Regions from separate parts of the Mus musculus genome. Here all the other regions are linked to region 1. Evidence: chromatin contacts called from public HiChIP or PLAC-seq and Micro-C data. All regions are on one chromosome and are shown on one strand. Each heading gives the region's core, a stretch centred on a gene start, on an enhancer-like site or on the middle of the called end of the contact. The rest is flanking DNA. Distances are from core to core; before and after follow the strand shown. Region 1 has its middle 14 kb from the start of Cxcl1. Region 2 has its middle 8.6 kb from the start of Gm36084. Region 3 has its middle 33 kb from the start of Gm36084.

Region 1 (3,210 bases), core at 446-2,945:
TAAGAATAATACTTTAAGTAGATCTAAGAGTACCAAAAATCATTATTTTTTTAAGTGTAAAAATGTGTCCAAATTTCTGTGGCACTTTGATTATAGCTTATTAATTGAGTTGTTATGTTAACTGTTATTACTATATTGGTTAAACACTGAGTTAAGTCTTTCCAATTATCCTTGACTCCTTGTTCTTCTTCTCTGAATTTCTTCTCCTGTTTGTTTTTGCACATTAGGGCATGGAAATAAAGAGTCAACATCAAGGTCACACAGAGATATAGAGAAGGGATCAGAGCCAGTTGGGACCAGGCCACCCTTCACGTCCAGGCCACACTGTCCTTTGAGTCCATGTGAGGAACAAAGATCATTCATGGTACATAGAGGAGTTTACAGTGGATTAATGTGTGCATGAAACTTTTCAGAAGTTTAAAACTGCAAAATGTTTTAAAAGTTTGACAGAGAGAAGTTTCATGAAGCCCAAAGGGCATAATGCCCTTTGGGATCATCCTAAAAGGAAGAATGCAAATTTCAGTTTAAAACTGAGCACAGAAAGAAACATTTATCTTAAACAACAAAATAACACATTACAAATTTAGAAAGTTGAGAAAATAGCAGGAATATAAACTGCATTGAAAATAGTGTCTCTTTATTATTTAGCCATTGTTTTGTTGTTGCTATTGTTGCTTTGTTTTGTTTCCATCCTGTCTAGAGGTGAAAGATGTTTGAGTTCCTGCTTAAATTTTCTGCTTAAGTCTGTACCCTCACTCCTCTCAGTGATGAACCCTATCACCTTTAAGCTGAAATAATGCCTTTTCTACCCTACATTGCTATTGGTCAGTGTTTTATCACAGTAACAGAGATGACACTAGAACACAACTTCATATACAGAGTTTTCTGTCTTACAGGTGCATGATCTACAAACAGTGAAGTCTTGGTAGATTCTATGTAACATGCTCCAATTCCAGTCAAGCATGATCATTCCAAACACATACCAAAAAATGCATGAAGATGAACAATTGAAGACATTGATTATATTGAACACATTTTGAGATGATTCCTTTAGTGTAGGACTGAAACAGGCTTACCTATCTGCATACAACTCTACACCCTACTAATAGGAAGACTATCTTCTAGCTATCTGCACTTTGACCTTATTTCTCCACAGCTGTGCCATGCTAGCCTGGATGATTCAGACACAGTCTGACTTCTGCATCAGGAAGCTGAAAATATATGTATAGTGAACAAAAAGGCATTTACAAAAGGTATTCTCACTAGGAAGGCTAATACACTAGAGACATCCAGAATGTGACCGTGAACCAATAAATATCACTAAACATATGCTAAATTTGACTCCTTAGCTGGAGTTCAAAAGTGCTTACAGCTGTACCAGCGTCACACAACACCAGAAGAGCCAAGAGAGGAAGTGGCGGTAAAAGGAAGAGAACACAGTTCTAATCAGCTTCATTGAAACATAGGACGTCAGCATATTTTTTAAAACTAAATGACATACATTCCTGGGACCCTTTCCATAGCTTTGGCAAAAGCTTGCCCTGCCAAGGGGTTGAGCTTCTTTGTGGTCATGCACCTATTACTGTCTTGAAGTTCTGATCTGCTTGATTGAACGTGGTTGCTTAAATTCTGTAAAACTGTTCACCCTCATGTTTAGATTAGGAACCGACCCTAGTAACTAGTAACTGCGATGAAGGTCAGAGTAGTGAATCAGAACTATGTCACCACAGTGCGCTTAACTAATGCTTTCCAATAGCTTATGCTAAAAGAGGTAGTTTTTTTTTTCTTGGCACTAATCTGGAATCTTGATCCAGTCATAGAAATTTCCATCTGTCTTTTTAATCCTTGCCCAAACCAGTCAGCTCTACAAAAACTTTTGTATGTTCAGTATGGATCTGGCATGTTTAGGAGCTAAATATCTTTTATGCCTTTGCCTGAAACAGCCTAAAGTCTGCTCTATTAAAATGTGCAGGTTGAGTTTGAGTTTATTAAGTTTGTGGGCTGAATATCTTAAATATCCCCCGTGCCTTCTTTTGTAGCTCCTTGAGGCAGCTTCTCCTGGGAATTATCCTGGTTTATCTGCAGAGTAGCAGTGCCCTGTTTCACAGATAGAGGCATCTGTGATGGAAATGCTTGGGAAAGGGTATTTTAAAGGGAGATTTTTAAATCCTTGGGAAATCCCATGTGTGGACAGAGCTTCCTCGCTGTGTCCATTAAGTATGCCTTCAGGAATCTGTGACTCACGGGCTAGGCATGTTGAGGTTAGAGCTGAACCAAGAGAAGGAACTCTTGGCTGCTGAGCCAGAGTGACAATGAAAGACTGTTCAGCGTAGTTTTCTCAGATCTTCTTTATAATTCTAGAGGAATGGGATTCACTTTCAGCTCTTGTTGTTAAAGAGAGAAACTCCAAGTAGTCTTATAAGAGTAGAATAGTAGTCTGAGCAGGGCCTCGTAGGCTGGGAAGAATGGAACTTGCTCTTTACCCGTATGAGGGAACACAGGGGGAATGAGAAAAGGGATTCTCAGAAAGTAGGCAGTTTCTCTTTCAGGATACTAGTAGATGTATGGGTTCTATCACACCCAGAAGTGAAAGGTCCACCTCAGGGGTTCTCAACTTGTGAGTTATGACCCTTTCGGGGGACCAAACAACCCTTTCACAGTAATCGCCTACAACCATTAGAAAACACATACTTATATCACTATTCATAGCAGTAGCAAAATTACAGTTATGAAGTAGCAATGTAAATAATTTTATGGTTGGTGTCACTACAACACGGGGAACTGTATTTAGAGTCATAGCATTAAGACTGAGAACCACTGGTCTATACCATATAGAGGGAGCAGTATGAACAAAGATTCATAAGCAACAAAGTGCAAGGCTAAAGTTGAAGGAGGAGGATGAGAGAAGAGTTCCATAGAAGATTCTGGAAAAGGTAGACGTGAAAAGGTAGGGAAAATGAAATGTTATGAGGTTCAGGAGCATCAGCTGGATCCTGAGGTTCTGGCACGCGAGCATGTCCTCAAGGTTAAAGTCAGGGGAAGGCACGGTGAGGTTTACATTCACCAGTTTCACTTGACAGGAAAGGATAGATAATGGAGAAACCGGGGGAGGTTAGATTCATTACAGGATTTCTAACTGATAGGACCAATGGTGAGGTGGGGGCTTGGCTTAGCACAATGGGGCAAGAAGGAGAAATGTTTCACTTAAAC
Region 2 (3,414 bases), core at 231-2,730, 170 kb after region 1:
CAAGTGCAGTTTTGCCAGAAGAGTGTCCACCTAACATGGCAGACTCAGCGACCTTACACATGTCCTGTCATTGTTGCTTTTGAAGAAGTCTCCATTTTTTATGTTTAGTCGTGTGCAGAAGTGTGTGTGCACATGTTCAGATGTGTAATATACGTGTGTAAGGATGCCTATGGAGGGCAGAAGTAGATATCCAGTCCTCTGAAGCTGTAGTTATAGGCAGTTGTGAGCTGTCCAACATGGTTCCCGGCACCTGAACTCAGGTCCTCTGCAAGAGCAGCGGGAAGTCATCTCTGTGTATCTGTGACCTCACTTCCTAGAGAAACTGGTTGACATATTCTTTCCAGAATAGTGTATTTAGTTTACATATTGAGATTGGGATATCAGGCATGCAATGATGTATGTCTTTGGCATACTGTATTCCTACTCCAAGCAGTATTTGTTATTATCTAATATTTCTTATTTATGGTTTTTTAACTTCTGTGATTATTAACTTCTGTGATTATTAGTCATTTTTCATAATGTCTCCTTATCTGGAGGGGATCTTCATCAGCATAGTGCCACTGTGCTAAAGCTTTCCCTGCATTCTGACTGATCCAGACTCCAGCTTCTTCCCCCTTCCTAGCCACTACTTCTGTCAAGAGACCTTCCTGAGCTGCAGCTCCATCTTGGTCTTCTCTTAGCTTTAGCCTTTGTTCTAATCATTGCCATGGTCTTCAGAACATCACTTATGTTCCTTGCTCAATCAAACATCCTTCTCCACATAGACCTTTTTAATCTCTGCAAGCTCTCCCCGTCCTCTCTTCCTCCCTTTGCCTTGCCAATGTGTGCACATTCTTTCTGAGAGACACTTCTTCCCTTCTTTTAATACTCAATACTGATTCTTTTTAAAATGTCCCGAGACACACGCCTTTCTCAGCACTGCTCAACTTTTTCCACCTGGCTCCGGTAGTCTAAGGTCTGCAAACCATCCCTCAAGCCCAGGATCACTTTGGGCTCTAATGTGCATCAGAAGCAGCTGGCAGGTGCATGGGACACAGTCCAGTCACTGGGCTCTGTTCCTACAATCTGTTACAGAGGTCTAGAGCCCTCCAGAGTCAGCCCTTCTAGCAAGGCCTTAAGTGAACTGATGATCAATGTCCTGGGGCAGACGAGTCTCTGCTTTACCCCCATGTACTCCTTCATAAATGATATGTGGTGGCTCTCCCTGCCTTCTGGATAGCAACAGCTGTGTAGCAGGGTCTCAGTTCATTCCCAAAGTCCTCACATAAGTGCATACAAGGCTCTCCAGTGTCTGGGGGAGTCGTTCAGCTGGAGGGTGCTGGCATAGCATATCTGAGGTCTTGGGTGCTATGCCTGGAGCTGCACTAGGTAAATAAATAATAAATGTAAGTGTCCTGAAGAGAAGAGTTCCCTCCTGAGTTCTCTAGCCCAGAAACTATTGATGGTTAGCTTTCTTCCAAAGGCTCCAATCCCGTCTCAGATTCCTGCAGCATGAATCAGTACCAAGTCCTGTGAAATATCATTTGCTGTCATAACCCAGGAGTCACGGGGTGAACTCTTTGACCGCAAGTGGAATTTCCCAAGGATTTGAGAAATCTCCCTTCTAAGTCCCCTTTCCTTCAGTGAATTTTCCATTGAAGATGTCTCAAGGAGAGCAATTATAAGGCCTTGCTTGCCTAAAGGCAATTTCCACCTCCCTAAAGGTTTCTCATTAGCAATCAGGGGTCACCAAGAAGAGTGAGGAAGAAGAGAGAGGAGGGGAAGGGAGCTCTGTGAACTTTATCTCAGCATTTTGATAAAGCATCTTTTCATTACCATTGTGTTTGGTAGAGCTGTAGAACACAAGGAAGGCAGAATAGAATGTTGAAGAAAAACAAAAATAAGCAATGTCATAGACAGCAAAACCCCCCTTTGAATGTAACCTAATACAAGCTTCTTATGGAAAAAAAAAATCTAGTCTATTAGTTACACTGCTAGTCACATCTACTTCCCACTCTAAGCTACCAAATCTAGGAAAACGATTGTTCAATCCTCTTAAGCATGAAGCCAAAAAACCAAGTCCTGTTTCTCTCAAGTGGTCTAACTTCATCTTCACATGTTGAACTATTATGTATTAAAATGGTCTTGTAAATGTGCTAGTAATTGTATATTAAGGACCAGACAATGGGCTTCGTGGTTAAGCAGATATACTGCTCTTTCTGAGGACCCAAGTTCAGTTCCCAGCACCCATGTCAGGTGGCTCCCAACCACCTAAGACGCCAGCTCCAAGGGATCTGATACTCTTTTCTCAGTTTTGTGGGTACCTACACTCACATGTGCATATACCCAGACAAATAAACATACACACATACATAATTACAAATAAAATTAATCTTTTAAAACCACATAGTAGTGATTTTTAGTAATTTTTACAGTATGCACAAATAAAAGGATTCATTCTGGCCCCATGGTTTTGAAGAACCCTAATAAAAGAAATTTCTAGTGATTTAAGTGATCTTTCACATTAGGAGCTAAATTTTCTTCCCAGTATTAAAAAAAGAGCCATACAACTACCATAGCACACTTACCCATAAGTTTTAATGAATACTGCCTACCTTTATTACAGCTACCCAATTTTAAGTGGTTTTATCCCTTGACTAGCCAAGACACAAATGTCTTAAAACTTGAAGATTACTTCATAAGAAAAACTAAAGCATGATGCTAAGAGGGACTTGCCTCTTGAATGACCAACAACTCAAAGGTGATTTTAAAATACTCATGCCACCGGAGACAAACATGGATAAGATCACAGAGACTTTGTTTAGTTTTTATCTATAAACCCTACCACCTACAAAGATAAGATGGTACAGTTTTTCTTTTCCAGTTGAAATAGCAGGAGACGACTTACCTAGAATCCCTCTGGTGGCTCTTTCTTGAATTCTAGCCTTTTATTAAACATATGACAGTCGTCAAAAACAGCAAGGGAACTTTCTGGAGCAGTAGCTTGTCTCTGTAACAAAAAGTGAACCAGCCTGGGTATCAGCCCCACACCACTCTCATTAGCATTGCCATTCCACCCTGGTTGGAGCTCAGAGACCAAGAAAAAGCTGTATATAAACATACAAATATTTTATATTGACAATTGAACAAAATTATATAATATCAAAATGAATCATTTCTCTGAAAAGTGACAAAACTCCATCTTTGAAGTTTTGGTGATCTGATCACACAAGATTAGTTTCCCATACTACAGAAGCATAAAAGAAAGCCGTGAATGTCCCTAGAATATAGTCATAGCAGGGCTTTTGTTCTTTGTATCGGGAGAGGGCATTCTGGCATTAACTTGCCATTGGGCATTTGGCATCCATCTACTGAGTTAATATTTATTAAATCTCCATTAATGATGACATCAGCATTACTTCAAACATGAAATTT
Region 3 (3,430 bases), core at 869-3,368, 190 kb after region 1:
TTGCCATATGTTTTGGCAAATATAATGACAAAAGAAAAAAATTGGACCTGTAGGATTCCAAGACAGCAAATTCATGGACCACAGACAAAGAAACAGACAGAATGCAAACATAATGACGTTCATAGAAACCATAAGTTTTTCATTTTCTGATATTTTAATTACTGGACAGATTTTGGGGGGTTAGTTTTCATAAGTGACTACATGCAATCCTGAATTGGCCATATGGAAGAGAGTAAAAGAATCCCCTGGGAATGTTACAGTAAGAAACCAGAACGTAGGAAGAAGAGTTATCGGATCATTGGGTGGTTGCCATTAGCATGAAACTTCTAGAATTTCATCTTCATAAACACCACTTGAGTCATCTGCACTGTGAGATCTAAATATCCTGCAGTTCTCTGTCCTTCATATTTTAACTACCATTTATTTCTTTATGCCCTTGCTTTGCTCCAGCCTTGCTTGGTCTCCACGGTCTATCAACTCAGTCTTTCCCTTGCCCCTTTCTTTGAATTAAACTTTCTGTCAGAGCCCGGCTCCAGATAACTGAACCGCACCTTAGCTCCCTGGATGCAGGAGATGTCTCCTGGCCACACTACATCCCCCAACACGTAGACTGTCTATGCCTCATATCTCCCCCATATCATATCTCATGCCAATGTGCTCACTCTGCCAACATTTTATTTCTTCCCAAATGAAGTAATAAAGCCATCAAGATTAAGATAAGCATTTTACAAAGACACAGTAAATAAAGCTGTCAAAGAAGTGCACACTTACTTAACTGTGTTTGCATCCCTCCTTTTGTCATCTGTAAACCAGCCTGGCCTGTTATCACTCACCTCAGCTCTTTATTTGGCGTATCCACACTCAGACTTCTCATCTGTCATTTTGAACTTCCTGTGTGAAATGGCGGCTGAACCGCCTACCTTCTCAAGAACTAAAGTCTTGTGCACTCAGTTAAAGGTTTCTAGCTGATTCACCATGTTTTGCAGTATAGCAATACTGAAGTTCATGTAGCAAGATGTATATTATTTAGCTGTAAGTTGTTTTACTCCCCTTTGCATTGCACACTCCCTGTAGAACAGTTAAGGTATTATATTGACTTTCACAAAATTAAGCACACATACAGATCATACTGCTTCTGTATTTCATTCCTGGATATTAAAGAGTAATACAAAATATGTGTAATATTAAGGAGGGACTTAGATCGTGTGCTTGTAGAGAATAGAGATAATCCAAGTTCTCCATCAAATACGAAGGGGCAGATATTCTCCAAGATGGCAATGCTGTTGACAGTTGCAGTGTGGGACAAGGATGTCAAATGACTTCCATCCATGCCTCTTTATTCACAGTAGATTGCTATAATAGCATTCGAGTTCTTGAAGTATTAATTAAAAAATTTAAGAAGAAAAAAAGTTATTGACCATGAATTTTTCTTCTAAAGAAAAATGTGAGTCACAGTTGGATTCTCTGAAAGCACATTCATGAAATTTTAGTCCAAAGTGGATTCCCTGAACTCACTTCCATTCTTGATTTCTTCAAGATGTCTACCACTTATGTCTTGATCATTGTGAAAATAATGTGCCTGCTCACTGCACAGCTATATCACTGCACAGTTGAGTTTATAACATTTAGTTTTTGTTGGTTGTTCAATTAAGTCTCCCAACAAGGTGTCATGTAGTTCTGTACCAAATGTACACAAACACTCCTGGGGTGGGCATGTCTTCACTTTCTGTAGAATAATCAGATCCCATGGATTTCATACCATCAAACATTACATAGGGAGAGCTGCAAAACAACAGCATTTCAAATTTTAACATATGAATGTGACAGAGTCCACTAAAAAGAAGTCACCAACAAAGCCAGACTTTGAATGGAGATGCGTTTTGCTTATTAAGAACAAGTCGTATTGCTTGGGAACCTGACACAGAGATGAACACGGTAGCCATGTTAAAAACAGTTTCAAACAATGACTTGTGTAAGGTGACCTCAGAGTACTTTTGCATCTCTCCTCCCGAGAACCTGTAACTGTGTTTGCTTACCCTCAAGTGGATTGTGTTGTGTCTATATTCAGTTATATGAGCATTTCCCACAGATGCTGTCAGCAAAATTGGTGCCAGTATCGTAGCATGAGTCACAAGGCTCTGCCTTAAACTACTTGGCTATATGCCTGATTCATTGCAACACATATCTCCACTACGCAGAATAATTTAGTACCCTCTGAATATTAGGTGCTAGAAGTAAGGAATAAATACGAGGATCTCTGTCTATGTGTTGAAGAAATTGCCTGGTTTTAAAAGAAAACTACATGCTTTTATCCATGGTCCACTAGTTCCATGGCTCTCACCTTTCCTAATGCTGTGGCCTTTATTACAGTTTCTCATGTTGGGGTGACCCCCAACCATAAAATTATTTTGTTGCTACTTTATAACTGTAAGTTTGATACTATGTGAACCATAATGCATATATCACATATTCAAGATATGTGACCCCTGTGAAAGGACCATTTGACACCCCCCCCAAAGGGGTAGCGACTAACAAGTTGAGAACCACTGCTCTAAAAATGGCTTGGTATGACTCCAAACAACACAAGTTTGTGTTTTCTTTTGCATCTTAGAATCGCTTGCGGATAAAAATCTAAGAGTAAGCTAGGAGTTTAAATGTTCTCCATAATATTCTACTACATGGTCTACTACATGACAAGATCCAGTCATATGGAACTTCTTAAAGTATCAGTCTATTCTAAGGCATCTGGATATATTTGCAAGCTTGTTTCTCTTAGAATATAAAAACCCGGTTATTAAAATGCATACCTTTATGCTCCAGTGGAGATTCAGTTTGTTATTGAAAGATACAATGAATTATAACTTTTGTCCTTTCTGTTAGCTAAACACAAATATATTAATGTGTATAATTAGCTGTCCTTTACTCTGTGATTATGAATAAGCAGGAAGAAGTGTTTTTCTAGTGTTGACAGGCTTGAGCCCTTAAATTCTACAGGTTTACTGGTTAGACTAACGGGTTCAGAGGGGTTTAGTTGAAAGCCCTGAGAACCAGAGGTTTTAGGCTCCAAGTTTGAGAGAACAAAGACTTATGACTGAGGTGCTCAGGTTAAGGTCGTTTTGCTCTAGGTTCTGGTTGGGACTAGCCCACACCTCTAAGCTAGTATAATCCTCGCCATTTACCAGCCGCTATGTGCACTCTGTGCAGCCATACAGTTAATATCATACTTCCCAAGCCTTGGGTATCAAAACCTACGTTCCTTACGGCAGCTAGGGTGGACCTTTATTAAGGCATCTTCGGCCCATGGAGAACAACCCAGTGCTATCCCACATCTTCAACTCTTCGTGGCTTCTGCTTTGTGCGTATTTCCACTGTCTTCCATTGTCTCCTGTGCCTCATCTCTCCCACGGCGCCTGCCCCTCATCATTACCAG

What was found. A called contact is a pair of places that touch in the nucleus more often than the background predicts. HiChIP or PLAC-seq counts read pairs in DNA pulled down with a chosen protein or histone mark.
Region 2: a Micro-C map of muscle stem cells shows a contact between it and region 1, with 2.8 times the contacts expected there. The contact joins two enhancer-like sites. A contact is called at or near these places in 5 of 484 Hi-C or Micro-C datasets (bone marrow-derived macrophages, erythroblasts, muscle stem cells and 1 more), 2 of 115 datasets of contacts at active chromatin or transcription factors (hepatocytes and pancreatic cancer cells) and 1 of 9 other capture datasets (bone marrow-derived macrophages).
Region 3: an H3K27ac HiChIP or PLAC-seq map of embryonic fibroblasts shows a contact between it and region 1, with 19 read pairs. The contact joins two enhancer-like sites. A contact is called at or near these places in 9 of 484 Hi-C or Micro-C datasets (the F1.1 cell line, bone marrow-derived macrophages, embryonic fibroblasts and 4 more), 3 of 115 datasets of contacts at active chromatin or transcription factors (embryonic fibroblasts, pancreatic cancer cells and regulatory T cells) and 1 of 9 other capture datasets (bone marrow-derived macrophages).

The regions. Positions count from the first base shown.
Region 1 is chr5:90,875,241-90,878,450 of GRCm38.p6, reverse strand. No RefSeq gene overlaps it. Among named protein-coding and RNA genes, the nearest start is that of Cxcl1, 14 kb to the left of the region's middle. Within about 2 kb of position 1,695, at least 126 of the 459 cell types and tissues checked have an H3K27ac peak or open chromatin away from gene starts, as enhancers often do. A contact at or near this core is called in bone marrow-derived macrophages, embryonic fibroblasts, muscle stem cells and 1 more, where this site is marked.
Region 2 is chr5:90,704,642-90,708,055 of GRCm38.p6, reverse strand. No RefSeq gene overlaps it. Among named protein-coding and RNA genes, the nearest start is that of Gm36084, 8.6 kb to the left of the region's middle. Within about 2 kb of position 1,480, at least 45 of the 459 cell types and tissues checked have an H3K27ac peak or open chromatin away from gene starts, as enhancers often do. A contact at or near this core is called in muscle stem cells and pancreatic cancer cells, where this site is marked.
Region 3 is chr5:90,680,754-90,684,183 of GRCm38.p6, reverse strand. No RefSeq gene overlaps it. Among named protein-coding and RNA genes, the nearest start is that of Gm36084, 33 kb to the left of the region's middle. Within about 2 kb of position 2,118, at least 34 of the 459 cell types and tissues checked have an H3K27ac peak or open chromatin away from gene starts, as enhancers often do. A contact at or near this core is called in bone marrow-derived macrophages, embryonic fibroblasts and pancreatic cancer cells, where this site is marked.